Regions from separate parts of the Macaca mulatta genome. Here region 2 is linked to region 1. The links are chromatin contacts, called in public Hi-C maps. All regions are on one chromosome and are shown on one strand. Each heading gives the region's core, a stretch centred on a gene start, on an enhancer-like site or on the middle of the called end of the contact. The rest is flanking DNA. Distances are from core to core; before and after follow the strand shown.

Region 1 (3,003 bases), core at 345-2,844:
ATCATAAGGAAAAAAAATAGCTATTACCTTTACACTATAACCTAAAATAACAGCCCTACAGGCTTTCTAGGGCATCAACAAACATCCTACCTGGAAATGTTTTTTTTTCAGGAACCCAAGACAAGAAAGGATTTATCCTTTACAACCCACCATCCCCTTGGCAAGGTTGAGGTCTGAATCAAAGAACCAGAGTGGCTCTGAACTCCTATGATGGAAACGTTTATGTTTTCTTATCTTGAAAGCTCCTGAAAGCAGCAGTAATTTGCATAGAACTTTACAGTTTATGGATGCTTCCACAGAAGCTGCAACGTTATTAACAATTCCCTGAGGCAGAAAAAGGAGGAGCTAAGCAAGAGAAAATAATTCATCAGTGGTCCTCTAGACCAAAGGCAACCAGGCCCGAAATTCAGCTTTTTTATCGTCTTCCTAGGGTGCTTTCTACACTACACGATATTTTTAAAATACCGTTTATTAGTTCTCACTTATATTGAAAGTATGTTCATTTGGTATAAAATAGAACTTCCTATTTTACAGACATCAAATGATTGTTCCTGCAGTCACTGAATGCTTTAGTACTGCAATTCAACATTGCTATTTAACTGCTTAATGGCATTTTTATTACATGAGAAAAGGGTACAAGCCCCCAAACACCTTACCTGGGTTCTGAGCTCTATATATGGGTAGTTGTTGTTTAGAAAATCGAAGGTAAGAACTTACAGGTTTCTTTGGACAACTTGCCAAGACAGATGAAAACCACTTCGGTAAATACACAAAACTACATATGAAAAGAAAATAACCAGTATCAGATGTTTAACTGTCAATATGCACATGTATATTATGAGCATAGATCCCAAATAAGAGATGTCATCAAGATACTCCTATGTCTCCAACGCCTTCAACAAGAATGCTAGAGAATTATTAAAACCCTGTCCTAAACGGAGGGGAGCGACTGCAGGACGGAAGTCTCAAAGCCCTTACCTCCTAGGAAGGGCAGAGAGTGGAGGAAAGCGTCTATACTCCAGCTCCTGGGCCCCGCCTCCTCAATGCCTAGATGGTGGCCAGACACTCCGCGCGAATTCGCAGAGGCGGCGCAATGGATCCAAAGCTACAGTGAGGGGTGGGAGGAGCGAGCGGAGGGTAGCAAGAAACAAGGTACGGGGTATTAAGGGAGTCAAGGCCTGGTCTCAAAGCCACAGTCCCCTTGGCAAGGTCGAGGTGTGAATCAAAGAACCAGGGTGGCTCTGAACTCCTAGGAGGGGCAGACAGTGAAGGATGGGGTCTACATTCCAGCCCCGGGACGTCCTGGGCCCTGCCGCCCCCTAGGGCACAGGCGAGCGGGCCTACCTGAAGGGGGAGCGCAGTCGACTCCCACAGCCGCTGCACAGCTCCGCTCCGGACCTTCCCAGCGCATTCAGCACGCCCCACATGCTCCGGAGAAACGCCATCGCTCCAGCGGATGAGGCAGTGACCCGGCCCCAATATCGGAGAACCTCCTGACACTACAGAAAAACCCCAGCAATCACAACTGGAACCCGCGTGCGACCCTCCGGTGTTTCTTATCATGCCCGCCACTAGTGAGGCACTATGGGAAATCTGTTAACATCCGGTCGGTAGATGGGGGCGGGGCAGGGCGGAATTGACGCAGGCGCGGGAGAGCGTCCCCGGTGGGCGGCACTGCGTGGGAGGAAGAGGCGCCGCGGAGATGAAGGGAAACCGCAACCCGCTAGCCTGCGGAGGGCTCTGGCCTCGAGGGGGCGCTGCTGAGCCGCCTCTGGCCCCGACGGCCCGGAGCAGTGGGTTCCTCTGCCCGGCCAGGAAGGTGATGGAGGGACCGCGGCGGACGCACCCCGACCCGGCGTTGGCCGGTGTCCGCCCGTGACGGCCACAAAGGCTGTACGTAACAGACAGTCCTGCATCCAGGACCCCGAGGTCCGATCGGCAGGTGCTGTGCGACAAGCGCAGCGTCTCAGTTTCAAGCCAGGGCTGGGAGCTCGGAGTTCAGAAATAGTACCGGGAGAGGAGGGGATTCGCAAACTTAAAACTGCAGATTCCAAGCCTTTACCGCAGAGCTTAATTCTGTGTCTGTGTGGGGCCCATTAATCTGCATTTTAGCGAGTTCCCCAGAGTCTGACAAGTTCTAATGTCTGTGGTCTTGGGACCACATTTAAAGCAATATAGTTTTAGACTGTTTATTCTGCCATCTACTGCAGTCTTCCAGTCTGGCCTCCAGCCTGCTTAATTTGAGCGGAGGAAACTGACTAGTTGTCCACAGTCTCTAGTCTCAATTCTCGTTCCAGTATTAACATTAACGACTTGGGAATATTGCATTCCCTCGTTAAGATTCAGTTTCCCCCTCTGCAAACGAGGATGTTAGACGAAATCAGAGTTTTCCCAACCAAAGCCCTGAGAACTTGTGACAAGTATGCCTGAGACATTGATGTGTCAAAAATTGCTGTACAATTTTTTTATTTGTGTTATACCATTTTCTATATAGGCAATGGCATGAAAAAGATTAGGAAAGACCTAAAGATATCTAAGGGTCCTTCCAGCCCTTAAACACCAGTTGTTTCAGCGCTAACCACCTTCCGAGACAGCCTTTCTTCTGTTGTATAGTCATAATCGTTAGAAAATTCTTACCAGTGTCATGTTGAGCTGACAGTCTATTACCTTTCTGTAACTATGAAAACATTGGCTCTCTGAAAGTAGGACTAAGCCTACTTCTTTTAAGCGGTAATAACCACTTCCCTTTTATAGACTCTCAGGGTTGAAAGGGACCTTCCAGGTCATCTGTTCAAACCTCCCATTCTGGCATGGAATAAACAGGTTTTCTTCCTGAGTATATACTATGTACAACGCCCTAAACATAGATAAAAGACACAGTGTTGTGCCCCAGCCTACCCCCGCCCCCAGCGCCAAACGGTGAGACAAAGTAGTAAATAATTACAACACGGGGCTAAGATAGAAGTTATATTTAAGTTGATTTCTAAAATAACTTGTTTCCCT
Region 2 (3,461 bases), core at 545-3,044, 53 kb after region 1:
TAGGAAAGAAGGAAATAGAATTTGAAAACTTCCTTGGAAGATGTGCATTTTCTGATCCAAATGTGAACCAATATTACGTCGTCATTAATAAGTATGCAAGTTATGGTAAAGAGGCCGACTGAGGCTTCAAAATTAGGATATTTATATAAAACAACGTGTAACTGAACTATCTTCAAACAAGAAAACATTATAACTTAATAAATGCTGATGCTGATTGTTAACTGTATGTTTTACAATGAGACGACCTTTAAATGGGACAAAAAATAACAGGTGATCAACAGATTTAGAATTTGAAAATAAAAAACTGGCAGGCTCTAAAAGTTGCTGTCCTCTGTACCTAAAGATGCCACTAGTGGCTAGTCAGAATACAATGTGTACGTCACTATCACTGCTCTAACATTTACTATTGCTATAATGGACTACTGGTCAAAAAAGTAGATAAAAATGTGGGCATTAATTTCTTCTGAAACAACTACAAAATACACTGACCATTGTTGCTTAACTTAGTGAAAAGCACTCCCTATTTAACAAACACATTCTCAATGTTCCCAGTGTGAACTGTAACTGTAAAACCTAAAACTTGGGTCAGTACACAGACCAACAAGAAATAAAAATGAACAGAAAGAAATGCCCGAATATCAATTCTGAAGGATGTTCGCTTCTGAAATGGTGGCAATAAATACTGTGAAAAAAAGACAATTCCACACACAGGGTTGAGATGGGTGAACAGTTGTTGGATGAAGATACATATTTCTTCCTCATTTTATACCCATGTGTCAAAGCATCAAAACAATCTATTTGCGACAGTTTATGTTGTGTCTCGAACTTTACATCTAAGTTTACCATGAGGGGCAAAAAAAACCTGTTTGGCTTGACTCACCGTGAATCACAGCCAGGAGGTCATCTTGTTGTGTATCAGCAACTATGTTTTCGCTACAGCTATGTGACCTGAAGTGGCAGCAGCAGAGGCACCAAAATAGAAGGGGCAGGAGCCTTCTCTTGGCTTCTTGGCCGCAAATGGGCTTTCCAGCCCATTCGGGCAACTGAGCAAGAGCCAACCGCAGAGGAGAAAGAACCAACCCGACAGCTCCGCGGAGAAAGGCTGCAGGCCCACCCCACCTTCCGTGCCCTCCCGGGGAGCCCGGGTAAGCAAGAACATAAAAGAGACAGGCTTAAGAAACAGCCTGGAGAAAACACAGCATGACAGGGGTCAAAACTAGCCTCATGGAGGGCAAAACCCAGCCGTGACCGTGAAGCACAGATTTCGGGGCGGTCTGGACGCGGAGGAGGCTCTCTACCCTGGGGCTCCGGGAGCGGCCCCGGCGCGAGCGCGCCACGGGCCCCCAGCCTTCAAGCTCCCCCGGCCGCCTGGGATCTGCCCCCGCTCCCACCTAACCTGTCCGGTGCCCGCTGGCCGGGCCCGAGCCTCCAGCTCCCTGCCCGCACCCCGGCCCACCCTTCCATCCCGTGCTTTCCCTGCATATCTCTCGGGACCACTGGCCGAGTCAGCGTGGGCAGGCGCCGCTGCCCTGCTGCCCCGCAGCCCCAGGCCCGGCCCCGGCACTCACTTTCTGAATCCGCTTCAGCGCCATGGATCAGGGATCGCGGTGGGGACACCGGCCGGCAGGGGTCGGCTGCGGGGCTCGGGGGCGTGAGTCTTCGCGAGTTGGGCTCGCTGGCAGCTCAGCTGGCTCCGCGCGGTGGGTCCCCGGTTCGCCGCTCCCTGGCTCGCTCCGGGCGCCGGTCCCTGCTCCGTCTGCGCCCGAGCGCGAGTGTGCGCGAGTGTGCGGGCGGGGAGGCCGGCGAGACTCTTTTGTTTCCGCTTTTGCTTCTGGGAAGGAGCCTGCGCCCTCCCCGCCGCGCCCCGCCCCGCCTGGCATACTGGGAAGTGTAGTTCCAGCCCTGTCCTCGGCCGCAGGCCCCCAGACGCTGCCAGGTTACTTGCTGCTGACCTTAGCCAGGCAGCTTAAGGTGAGAGCTGCCGGGTGCTGGAGTTAGTCTCTACAGTCTCATTTAGAGCAAGTTACTGAACCTGGGGCTGCGCATCTGTAAAATGGGGATAACAAATGAGCTCCTAACGCACATAAAGGAATTTCTAAATCATCAGTTAGTAATTCCTTATCCAATAGGTGCCACAGCTGGTTTTATTATATTTACCTTTAAATATTTCACTGTCTTTTCTCAAATATATGAATTATCTCAATTACTCACCCAGCACACATGCACAAACTCATATCTATCAGACCCCTTACTTACCTCCTTGGTTCTTACTGCAGAGGAAAAAGGTGTCTCTTCTGTCCAATGCACAGATCTTCCGTGTCTGAGTGCATCGTCTGCTCATAGGTATGCCCCTCCCATAAATTACCCGCTTCGAACACCGAGTTCAGAGCTCTCACTCCCATCGTTGACTCCTTCCCTTCCATTGACAGTCTCTGACTAATAGTCAACGCACACTCCCCACTCTCCAATTCCTGGGCACTTGTGTACCCATTAAAACTTGGCTTCTTGGCCGGGCACAGTGGCTCACGCCTGTAATCCTAGGGCTTTGGGAGGCTGAGGCGGGCAGATTACCTGAGGTTGGGAGTTCGAGACCAGACTGGCCAACATGGTGAAATCCCATCTCTACTAAAAATACAAAAATTACCTGGGCATGGTGGTGGGCGCCTGTAATCCCAGCTACTCAGGAGACTGAGGCAGGAGAACCGCTTAATCCCGGGAGGCGGAGGTTGCAGTGAGCTGAGTTGGAGTCACTGCTCTCCAGCCTGGGCGACAGAGTAAGACTCTGTCTCAAAAAGGAAAAAAAAAAAAAGTGAAAACATCAACAGATGTTGGTGACGCTGAGGAGAAAAGGTAACATTTATATGCTGTTAGTGGGAATGTAAATTAGTTCAGCCATCGTGGAAAACAGTTTGGAGATTTCTCAAAGAACTTACAACAAAACTACCATTTGACCCAGCAATCCCATTACTGGTTATATATGCAACTGAAAACAAATTATTCCACCAAAAAGATATATGTTCTCACATGTTCATCAGTACTATTCACAATAGCAAAGACATGGAGTCAACCTAGGTGCTCATTAATGGTGGATTGGATAAAGAAAATGGGGCATACACTGTGGAATACTATGCAGCCATAAAAAAGAATGAAATAATATCCTTTGCAGCAACATAGATACAGCTGGAGGCCATTATCCTAAGTGAATTAATGCAGGAACAGAAAATGAAATACCACATATTCTTACTTATAAGTGGGAGCTAAACATCAGATATGCATTGTATTAGTCCGTTTTCATGCTGCTGATAAAGACATAGCCGAGACTGGGCAATTTACAAAAGAAAGGGGTTTAATTGGACAGTTCCACGTGGCTGGGGAAGCCTCACAATTGTGGCAGAAGGCAAGGAGGAGCAAGTCACACCTTACATGGATGGCGGCAGGCAAAGAAAGAAATGAGAACCAAA

Evidence for each region. Hi-C and Micro-C count contacts between places; a contact is called where the count stands out from the background.
Region 2: a Hi-C map of liver shows a contact between it and region 1, with 3 times the contacts expected there. The contact joins the promoter of UBE2D1 here to the promoter of TFAM in region 1. A contact is called at or near these places in 4 of 14 Hi-C or Micro-C datasets (blood, cortical neurons, fetal cortex germinal zone and 1 more).

The regions. Positions count from the first base shown.
Region 1 is chr9:91,476,274-91,479,276 of T2T-MMU8v2.0, forward strand. It overlaps TFAM (transcription factor A, mitochondrial), which reads right to left and starts at 1,595. Exons shown (of 5, transcript XM_077946735.1): 1 at 1,345-1,595. The coding sequence starts at 1,563.
Region 2 is chr9:91,528,788-91,532,248 of T2T-MMU8v2.0, forward strand. UBE2D1 (ubiquitin conjugating enzyme E2 D1) reads right to left here and starts at 1,795. Exons shown (of 7, transcript NM_001257863.1): 1 at 1,569-1,795. The coding sequence starts at 1,592.